Regions from separate parts of the Rattus norvegicus genome. Here regions 1 and 3 are each linked to region 2. The links are chromatin contacts, called in public Hi-C and HiChIP or PLAC-seq maps. All regions are on one chromosome and are shown on one strand. The core of a region is the stretch at or near the end of the contact, and the rest is flanking DNA. Distances in the headings are between cores, read along the strand shown. Region 1 holds the start of Bag6 (BAG cochaperone 6). Region 2 holds the start of Vars1 (valyl-tRNA synthetase 1). Region 3 holds the start of Nfkbil1 (NFKB inhibitor like 1).

Region 1 (3,675 bases), core at 20-2,519, 130 kb after region 2:
AGACACACCAGAAGAGGGCATCAGATCCTATTACAGATGGTTGTGAGCCACCATATGGTTGCTGGGATTTGAACTCAGGACCTCTGGGAGAGCACTCAGTGCTCTTAACCGCTGAGCCATCTCTCCAGCCCCTGAAATCTTTATAATAAAATACTAAATGTGTGTCTAGGGAAGTGTTCCAGCAGTGATGGTGCTTGGCGGATGGCAAGCCAAGCTAGAGGACCTGACTTTGATCCCCAGGTCCCCGCAGTGAAAGAGCACATTTTCCCTCAGATCTCCACACCTGCGCTGTGCTGTGACAGACGAAGGCCATACAGCCACCCCCCAGAAAAGCATTTTAAAAAATATTTAAGTTCTTTTATCCCAGCAGGTGGATCTCTGTGAGTTACAGGACATCCAGATCTACATAGTGAAATCCTGTCTCGGAGGAAAAAAAAACCTCAAAACGTAAATACAGTCTAGTAGAGTGACACACGACCCTGCCCTGGGTGGTGGTGTGGGGTACATTGTCTTTATGGGTTCCGGGCAATTCAGAGTTAACACTGAAACAGCATATAAAAGTCTCAATATACAATGCTTACTGGAACTCTCATCAGTATTGGCATCTAAGAATAAGTGGGGAAGAATGTAGAGAAACAACCGTCCCACCCTGTTCAACTAACTCCCTCGGTGGCTGGCCTTCCAATCTCCTTTCTCAAAAGTCTTGTCCTTGTCTTTCAATCCGATCCCTAAGGCACCCGTTTTTTTTTCTTTCGTTTCTTTAAAAAAGCTCCTAAAAAGCAGTATGCTTAGTTATCCTTAAATATGGCACTCCCATAGTGCTCTCAATCAAAGACCAATAGGACGGCCAAAGTCTGCAAAACGTCCAACTACCCTAATCCCGCCAGGAACTAAACTTGAGCACAAGCAAATACAGCCCGCGGAACGCCCAAGCCGTCCACGGAAAAGAGTGGCTTCCGGAAGAGCAGGAATGACGGGAGGACCAGAGGTCTTGCAGAGGTTTGGGTAGTTAGAATTGTGCCTGTAAATTTCTATGTCCGTCAAGATAGGAACGTTGATTAACGAGGTGCAATACGCAGAAATCCCAGACTCTTTTCCCCAGGAAGGTGCAGCATTCCACCCAGTAATTTTTCTTCAGGCGTTTACAGTAGACACCCCGGTCGGGTAGCACAACGGCGCGAGCAGGGAAGAAACGCACACAGCCGGAGGGGGGGGGCGGGGAAATACTTAAAGTGTGCGCACGCGTACGCGGTTCACGCAGGCGCAGTGCGGTCCCCCGGGCGACGGCGGCGGCGGCGGCTCCTCCGGGTGGTCGGCTCCCTCCCATCTAGGCCGGCCCCGGCCCGTCTCGCCCCCCAGAAACTCACTGCTCGGGGCTGTGGACTTTCTCATCGTGCCCCACGAAAGTAAATCGGGGGAGACTGGGGGAGCCGGAAGTACCGCCTCGAGATCCCCAAATACTATCGGGGAAACGGAAGTGGCCCTTGGTGCCAGGTTGGGGGAGACCGGAAGTGACGGTACCGTGGGGAAGTCGGGGGCGGAGCCACAGGGTGGTGGGCTGTGTATGTGTTTGTATGTGTTTGGCCGCGTGTTGGTTAAGTCGTGTTGCTGGAATACCGACGAAAGACGGAGGCGGAAGGAGGGGGCGGTCAGCGAGCCCATCCAGCCTCCCGTGAGTGTCGGTGGTCTTGGGTCTGTGGTGATTTAGGCGGGTTCGATTGTGGTGGCGCGCGTGCGCGAAGCTACTTTCTCTGCCGAGTCTAGCGCGACCCTCCCCCCCCCCCTCGCGTTGTCCTAGGATTTCCCGATCTCTCGGGCGCTTGCTCGGTCGCGACCGGTGATGACACTGGTCTCTGATCGGTCTCGTGCTTGCTTCCCCGATTCCTAGCCCAACTGGCTCTCCCTATTGTGATTGGCATTGTAGAGCCCCTCCCACCTCTCGTCCTTCATCTCCCTATGCCGTCGATCTCATACCCTTTGTGTTTCTATTCCTGTGCCCCCGAATCAAAAAGGGGGGATGAGGAGGAGGAGGATGAATATATGTGCTTGTGTATGTGAAACTTTCAAGGGATTGGGGCGGAGATTGGGTCCAGAGAGGCTTCCGGGTGTATAAAATACAGCGCGACCGACAGCGAACCATCCCCCCCCCCCTTCCTCGTTCTTCCTTAGAGAGCTGTCGGCCATGGAGCCGAGTGATAGTACCAGTACCGCTATGGAGGAGCCTGACAGCCTGGAGGTACTGGTGAAGACCCTGGACTCTCAGACTCGGACTTTTATTGTGGGGGCCCAGGTGAGACACCAGTACTTTGTAGAGATGACACCCCTTTTGCTCGTTTGTTTTGTGAAGGATGAGCCTGATTTTCTTGTCATTGACCCTTTTGTCCCTTACTCTGTAGGACATCTGACGTTCCTATTGAGCTGGGAGGTGTGGTTACCGTTGAGTGAGGCAGATTTTGTTTAGCCTGTCCTCACCTTGACAGAACTCAGAAGTGGGAGGTACAGAGGAGAACTCTATACCTATTCTGTGCAGACCTCCAGCCCAAAGGGACAGGCATGGCTCTGGCCTTTGGGACCAGACACAACACAGGGGGACCTCAGACCAGTATGGTGTGTCTGTTCTTTTTTATAGGTTACAGAAACCTGCTTCCATACACGGTGAAGTAGAATCGCCAATAGTTGAGGCATAATTTGAGTCTTGAGCTAAGTTCAGTGTGGCCACGTTTATCTTTTGTTTTTCCTGCATAATTCTTTGAGACACCATCATGCGCAGGTCATTTTCGTGGTTTTCTAAAGCAGATATTTAAAAAGCCACGTAGATTTTGTGAGTAGATATGTGTGATAGTTAATTCTGCCTGTTACCAAGGGTTGATGTGTCTTTCTGGGAGGTGGGGACACATAGCGGGGCTGCCTTTGCCTCTGACCATTTCGCCTTTACTGTCTATGTGCTTGGATTATACACACTGTGATAGAGGATTATGGGATTGTAGATTACCACATCTGCCTTGGCTTCGTCTTTTTTTTTTTTTTTTTTTTTTTTTTTTTTTGTAAAGTAGGGTCTTACATAGTTAAATGTCTTAGAACATTTATTTGTGTGTGGGTGTGTGGGTGTGTGGTTCTACTGGGCCTTGAACCTTGGGCTTAGCATAGAGTACTTACTACTGAATTGTATAGAACCATGTGTTCTTTTCTGACCTTCTTCATTAGTTACCTTTCCAGAACCTGGTTCCAAACCCCTGTATTACTTACCATTGGTGGTGATGGTTCTTTTGGGATGTGTGTATTTTCAATTCCTTTAAAAAATCTTATTTGTTTTTATTTTATATGTGAATGGAAATATTTGTATTGGTATTTGCAATACAGATTATAATAATTTGTATTGCAATATGTTTGTCTGGAAATATATATGTGTGCCTTGTGTGCACTTGATGCCTAAGAAAGTCAGAAGAACATATCAAATCCTGCAACCTGTGGCCTTCTCCTCATGTGGAAGTTAGGAAATTGTAGTCCCTATTGTGTTATGGATGACTGTAAACTACTTATGTGGGTGCTAGGAATTGAGCTCTGGTCCTGTTCAAGAGAAGAGCAACCCTGAGCTATGTCTCTAGCCCATCATTTTGTGTTTTAAGTCAGGGTTTTATTCTGTAGTCATGGCTAGCCTCACAGTCAGATCCATCT
Region 2 (3,357 bases), core at 114-2,613:
CCAGCCGACAGAGATCTACCTCTAAATCATACCATGGTGTGGTGGTGGTGACCACGGAGGAGGAATTTGCGAGGTCTCCTGCCTGGTTGACTATTTCCCAGGTATAGGTTCTAGGCTGATGGGGGTTGGTGCGACTCCGGGTCCCCCCTCTGAAGGCACAGCTTAAGAGGGTTATCAGTCCGTACCACAGTACCATTCATCTTGACTAGACTCGGGAGCCTTCACGTGTGAGGCGTGTACCCAGGTAGGGATCCCATCTACCTTCACCGAGGTGGGGGGTAGTCAACAGTACCACATGGTTCAAGGTTTCCCGCACGATGTCTCTGTATCAGGACCGCGTCTCCAACCTGGAACTGATGAGTTGTCTCAGGGGTCCCCGTGGCATAGGCTGCTGTCAGCTGTGACCAGACTTCTTTCTGTATCACCTGTAGGTCTTTTAGCCTGGCATACAAATTATTATTACTATGATATGTTGGTTTAATAACATCATCTAATACAGTCAGAGGAGCTGAGACCTCATATAAGATCTCAAAGTGGGTAAGGCTGAATCTGGAAGGGGTATTTCTTGTTTTGAAGAGAGCAAGAGGGAAGGAGTGCCACCCAGTCTATGCCAGTCTCCATGGTCAATTTGGTCAGGGTCTCCTTTAGAGTTGTATTTATTTTCTCTACCTGTCCTGAACTTTGAGGTGCACTGGGCCTCACAGCAGGGTCAGTGGGGGATAGTTTAAAAATCTTTATTCTTTCAGCTCCATCCCAAGCCGTGAGCTCTCAGCACCTCGAGCTCTTTTCCGGTGTTTTACCTAGGAAAGATCCGAGGATCTCCCGTGAGTTGGCGGTTGCACCTTGCCACTAAAATCTGCCACGGCCGGATTCCTGCAGCTCACCCAATCAGTACGCTTTTTAAGGGCAGAAAATAAACACAAACAGGTGTGGTGCGCACCGCACAGTAACGCCGGGGAATTACTAACCTTTATTCCCTACAGCAGCAACTCCCGGCAGACAGGGACTGCTTGCAGCGTCCCCAGATCCCACAACTCGTCCAGCTCATACTCTGGCGCGCACCAGACCCGAGGACCCCAGGCTGCCCGCGGCGGCGCCTGACCCGAGGACCCCGGGCTGCCCGCGGCGGCGCCTGATCCAGGCACAGGCTCGTCTCCGCGCGCGCGTTCCGGTCCTCCTGCAGCGAGAGCCACCCTAGCCCCTCCTTGACCCGTCTGGCTGCGGTGAGCCGTGCGCGGACCCTCGGGATCGCGCACGCACAGGCGGGGTCGGACCGCCCCTCAAGGACCCGGGCCGGGAAACCCGCGCTGTCACAAAGGGGGACACGTGGGTGCCGCTGGCCCGGCCGCGCTCTCCCGCTGCGGGAGAGCTGCCTCCGCCGCCCGCCACCTCCTCCCCGGCCGCCCTGTGGGGCCGCGGCCGTGGCCGGCTGAGGAGATCTCCCGGCCAAGTGGGATCGCCGCCTTCAGTACGTACACGCGGCGCGAACTCCCCTTTCACAACCCCGGGGAGGGCGGGCGATTGGGGTCCCGCCTCCTCCTCCAGGCGCTGCTCGCGGCTGCTCCGCCAGGCCTAGATCCCGGCCCGGCGCCTGCGTGCCTTGCAGCACGTGCTCACGTCCCCTCCTCTATCTGCCCGGTTTCTCCTCAGGTCACTCCACCGCGCTCCGACCCTGCACAGCCATGTCCATCCTCTACGTCTCTCCCCACCCCGACGCCTTCCCCAGCCTGCGAGCCCTCATCGCTGCCCGCTACGGGGAAGCTGGGGACGGTCCCGGGTGGGGAGGCCCTCACCCTCGCATCTGCCTGCAGCCTCCCCCGAGCAGCCGGACTCCATTCCCCCCGCCTCGCCTGCCCGCCCTGGAGCAGGGGCCTGGCGGCCTGTGGGTGTGGGGGGCCCCGGCTGTAGCTCAGCTGCTGTGGCCAGCAGGCCTGGGAGGACCCGGGGGCAGCCGGGCAGCTGTCCTGGTCCAGCAGTGGGTCAGTTATGCCGACACGGAGCTCACACCAGCTGCCTGCGGGGCGACGCTGCCTGCTCTAGGACTTCGAGGTCCTGGTCAGGATCCCCAGGTGAGAGGGAAGAAGAAGGAGGGAGAACTTCTGAGTAAACAAGCAGGATTGGAAACAATCCCAAGGAAGGAAGTAGGTTGTCAGGCGGTCAAATCCCTGTTTGCGGCCTGGTGTAGTAACTTTGGGAACACTTTAAGTTCTTCAGCCTTGGTCTTCTGTGTCTGAGAACCCAAGCTGATGTAATCCCTTCCTCAGGGGGTGTGGTAGATGAGCGCCTGGGAGCGTGCTTTTGGTGTTTTCACTTTTGGTTTTGGAGTGTGTGTGCATCTTTAAACAGGGTCTCACTCTATCTGAATGGCTTGGAACCGCACGGGTGTGCCAGGCATTACTAAGTCTCTAATGGTCTTTGGGTTTTTGTTGCCATGATAAAAACAACATGACCAAAAGCAGCTTGGGAAAGAAAGGATTTATTCCAAGGTATAAGGTTATACATCCCTGAAGGACGTCAGGCCAGTGACTGGAGGAAGGAACTGAAGCTGAGGCACTGCAGGATGGCTACTTACTTGCCTGCTCACCACAGCTTGTCACCAGGGGAGGTATTGCCTACCACGAACTGGCCCTCCACGTAGTCGTTAGTTAGGAAAATGTCCCCACAGATTCACCTTACAGGCCGATCTGGTTGGGGACATTTTCCCAATTGAGTTTCCCTCTCCCTACAGGCCCCTGGCTTGTGTGAGGTTGACAAGGCCCTGGTTGGCAAATGTGACAGGGACACCAGGTGTGAGCTGTAGAAAAGGCTGGGGAGAGACCGATAGTTGCTGGGAGGAGTTAGGGGAGATATGAATTGAAGGAGGGGGAAGGGAGAGGACAGATAACCAGCCGGATTGTTCCTGTGAGCCCTTCCGGGGTAGACCTGTACCATACTTAACTGGAAGCTCCACCCCTTCAGGAGAGGGAGTGCACGGTGGATACTTGGTGTCTCTTGGAGGGGTGGGGGGAATGAATGAACCACACAGACCCTGACTGGTTTCTTCATGTCCTGATGGGCTAGCAAAGCCTCATTTCTGCTTCATGTTTGCTCCTTTTAGAGCCTGGTGTGATTCCTTGGCGCATAGACTTAAGTGTTTAGGGGTGACTTGTTGACTAAATTACACACACAAAATGCCTGTATGTATTTGACTTTTATTTTGTGTTTTGCCAGTGCACACGTGCGTGTATGTGTGTGTGTACATGTACGTACACACACAAGTGTGTCTAGTGCTGAAGGAGTCTGGGTCCGTGTAACCTCTATAACTGGGCTCACGATCTGTTGTGCCACCACCACGTGGATGCCAAGAACCAAACTTGA
Region 3 (3,482 bases), core at 328-2,827, 230 kb after region 2:
GAATTTTGGTGAGAAGGAGGGAAACTGGTGGCCAGGTATGTGTCAAGGAACATGACTCGGGCATAAATAACACCTCCCAAAAGTTTAACGTCCTCTGGCCATCCCAGCTGATCATGTGACAACAGACGGCATGGATACTTTGTAAGACATCTGTGGCATATTACAAAGGTTGCCATTGTTGTAACTGTGCAGAGAGAAGCGTACTAATCTGGGGGAGGAGGGGACGGTGGGTGGGGCCAGCTCCTTGTTGCTGGGATCTGACCCGGAGCTGTCAACTTCATGTAAAGAAAGCTGCAAGGTGCGGGCTGGGTGTGCCGACACAAGCCTACGATCTCAGATCTGGGGATGCTGAGGCCAGCCTGAGATACCCAGCAAGACCCTGACTCAAAAACAAAAGCAACCACACCACACTAACACAGACGCACTTGCACGCCTCTTAGTTGATAAACTTATCTGTTACTAGAAAGGCGTGGTTTCGTACCAACCAGGTCAATGGCTTCAACAGTTCCCAAGGACCAAATAACTAGTTGACTTCCCAACTATTTTTGTTGTGTGAGACAGGGTCTCTCTCTATGTAGTCCTGGAACTCACTTGTGTAGACAGGATACTTACAGAGATCCTCCTGCCTCTACTTGCCGGCGTCAAAAGCCTGTGCCACCACACCAGGCCTTTATTTCCCAACTGTTAACTGGCTTTCAGTTCAGATCTGGCTAGCTTCTCAAGGCCAGTTCCTACAGACTCACCATTAGGGCCCTGGCGGGCAGCAGCATGCAGCGCCGTGTCCCCATGGCGGTCCTGGTGGGCAGGGTCGGCGCCAAGACGCAGCAGCAAGCACAGGGCAGGGGCATCGTGGCGGGCACAGGCCCTGTGGAGAGGCGGGGGCTGCCCAGCATCCACATCAAGGCCGGGATGTCGCTGGAGGAGAGCCTGGGCTCGCACCAGCCGTCCTGCAGACAAGTACCGCCTGAAGCGTCGCTCTCGGCGGTGCCGGCGGGAAACGGAGGCCATGGAACTCTGGGGCTGAGGAAGAAGTGGGAAACGGCAGCGGTGAGGACCCAGTTCGGCTCTTTCTCCAGTTTCTCCCTTTACCTCCCATTCCCTCCCCCTCGCATCTCCAGCAAGAGATAAGGCCTATTCGAAACTCTCATCCCTTAGCAGATGACAAGTTTGGGGCGGGGGTGGGGTGGAGTTGGGGGCTGGGGGGCGGGTCACAGACTTAATTTTTGATGTTAATTTCTTGAGAAAATGATACATAGTTGTTTTAAGGCTTCAGAGCCCAAGAAAAAAGTTAATTCTGAACTTTGGACAGGAAAAAAAAATCAAGTAAGGCCAGACGGGGTAAATTTTCATTAGCCACAAATCTGAAGAAAAGTCACGAATTCAAAGAGCGATCTAGAAATGGAATATAATGTACCCGACAGACAGACGTAGAGGCTTCTTCCTCTGGGGCCTGGGGGGAGGGGTTACTCATCAGACCTGCTCCCCGCCCCCCTCAAGGACCCTCAGAGACGGAGGCCGGAGGCCTGGGTTTAAGGACGCTCGGAGAAGGGAGGTGTGGAGGGAGGAGGCACGCAAGGCTGCAGGAAATGGCGCAGGCACACGCGCAAGTGTCGGGCGGAAATGAACTGTGTGGCTCCCATCCCGGAAATTGTTCCGCCCCGACTGGGTGACTCATGATTAGGCCTCCGGAGGGGAAACAAGACAATTTGCGATATAGGTTCCACCTGCAAGCCGAAGATTAGAGGCGAGGTTCCGAAGGGAGGCGGAGGCAGACCTGGTCTACAGGGGGAGCTGCCGCAACAGCCAGAACTATGGAGAGAAACCCTGTCTCAAAACACCCCCCCCCCCATCTAATCACAATTAGGCCAAGTATATGGGTAAATCCAAAAAGAAAAACACATGAGTAGACACTAACAAGGCAAACGTAGGACAGGGTAGGGGGATGTATGCAGACGTTCTGTTTTGGGGGGGGGTGGGGTGTCTAAAGAGAAGATGGAGGCTGAAAAGCGGGGGAAGGGCGGAGGGAGGCGTGGAGACACAGAGTTGGGAGTGATAAGTGAAACCCAGCGTACTGTGCCCAAGCACATCCTTACCTTCCCACACCATTCTCATCGCCTTTGTGTTGTGTCTCCTTCGAGACCACCAATCAAGATCTCCTCCCACCCAAACGCTGCCCTCCGCTTCCCCCAGCCCCATCTCTATGGACCCTGGTGACACGGAGAGGCCCTGCACCTGCTGCGTAGTGAGCACAGGGCTGGTCTCTGCTGCCCTCGGGCGGCCGTTTAGGATACTACATCAGTGAGGTTCGAGAGGAGGACCAGTCATCGGTGTGAGGATGAGACACCCACCCGGTGCAGGAGACTGAGTGAAAACGGGAGCACTAAGACCCAGGGGGAGTGGAGGATCGCATCAAGGGACCGGAGGAGTAGGCGCTGGAGGGTGGGAGCCGACTGGTACCTTGGTCGCCTTCGGAACAGCATCTTCTCTAGTGACAAAAATGGCCAGTCAGTCCCAGGGTATCCAGCAGCTCCTCCAGGCTGAGAAGCGGGCAGCGGAGAAGGTGGCCGATGCCAGGAAGAGTGAGCCACCTCTTTCCTCTCTTAGGAGTCTGGAAGGAGAATTTAGGGATACGGAATAACAGACATTTGAGTCCCAAGGACAATGAGGTCAGATCGGGGGACTGAGACTATTAGGATAGAAGAAACGGGTGGGTTTTACAGTCTAGCATTTGACGGGAGACTGAATAACTTTCTGGAGGGTAGTGATCCCACGAATACACCTGTGTGTGTGTGTTTGTGTGTGTGTGTGTGTGTGTGTGTGTGTGTGTGTGTGTGTGTATACTCACTGTCCTTCTGCCTCTAGGGAAGGCCCGGCGACTGAAGCAGGCGAAGGAGGAGGCTCAAATGGAGGTGGAGCAATACCGCAGGGAGCGAGAGCAGGAGTTCCAGAGCAAGCAGCAGGCGGTGAGTTGTGGAGAGAGCAGGGATGGACTCACCCCAGTGCAAATTGTGGGTGCCTCTTGTAAGATGTATGTAGGTGACTCAACGAGAAGTTAGGGTGTCTGAGAGCTGAGAAGGCCCTGACAGGGACCACACATTGGTAAAGCTTTGACAGTTATCTGTAAGGTCTGGGGGTTTTAAAGGGTACATGAGACTTGTGGGGGCAGCCTTCACAGTCTGTGTGGAGTGTGGAAACCCTGATGGTGGGGACAGTTTTGTGGTCATTGTGGTGAGGAGGTGGGGATTTTACAGTCTCAGAAGTAGCGATTATGCTGACCTGCTTGGTGTCTACATGTTTTTGTGGGGTGGGAATAGTTTTGAAAAGGCTTCCCAGACCTCATTCAGGATCCTTCCTTCTACAAGCGGGACCTTCCTTTCTCTGTGTCTGCTTTTTCTTCTTTCTCTCCTCCACTCCCTCCCCCTCCCCCAGGCCATGGGCTCTCAGGGGAACCTGTCTGCTGAGGTGGAGCAGGCCACGAGACG

The links. A called contact is a pair of places that touch in the nucleus more often than the background predicts. HiChIP or PLAC-seq counts read pairs in DNA pulled down with a chosen protein or histone mark.
Region 1: a contact with region 2 is called in an H3K27ac HiChIP or PLAC-seq map of oligodendrocytes, with 5 times the contacts expected there. The contact joins the promoter of Bag6 here to the promoter of Vars1 in region 2. A contact is called at or near these places in 1 of 12 Hi-C or Micro-C datasets (hepatocytes) and 1 of 1 datasets of contacts at active chromatin or transcription factors (oligodendrocytes).
Region 3: a Hi-C map of mammary epithelial cells shows a contact between it and region 2, with 3 times the contacts expected there. The contact joins the promoter of Nfkbil1 here to the promoter of Vars1 in region 2. A contact is called at or near these places in 3 of 12 Hi-C or Micro-C datasets (frontal cortex, hepatocytes and mammary epithelial cells).

What each region holds. Positions count from the first base shown.
Region 1 is chr20:3,690,923-3,694,597 of GRCr8, reverse strand. It overlaps Bag6 (BAG cochaperone 6), which reads left to right and starts at 1,269. Exons shown (of 26, transcript NM_001414741.1): 1 at 1,269-1,517; 2 at 2,170-2,290. The coding sequence starts at 2,183.
Region 2 is chr20:3,822,957-3,826,313 of GRCr8, reverse strand. Vars1 (valyl-tRNA synthetase 1) reads left to right here and starts at 1,363. Exons shown (of 30, transcript NM_053292.1): 1 at 1,363-1,450; 2 at 1,651-2,069. The coding sequence starts at 1,683. LOC108349032 (a long non-coding RNA gene) reads right to left here and starts at 1,107. Exons shown (of 3, transcript XR_010060960.1): 1 at 969-1,107; 2 at 1-800.
Region 3 is chr20:3,593,414-3,596,895 of GRCr8, reverse strand. It overlaps Nfkbil1 (NFKB inhibitor like 1), which reads right to left and starts at 1,577. Exons shown (of 4, transcript NM_212509.2): 1 at 1,415-1,577; 2 at 744-1,020. The coding sequence starts at 1,471. Atp6v1g2 (ATPase H+ transporting V1 subunit G2) reads left to right here and starts at 2,309. Exons shown (of 3, transcript NM_212490.2): 1 at 2,309-2,579; 2 at 2,863-2,963; 3 at 3,430-3,482. The coding sequence starts at 2,498.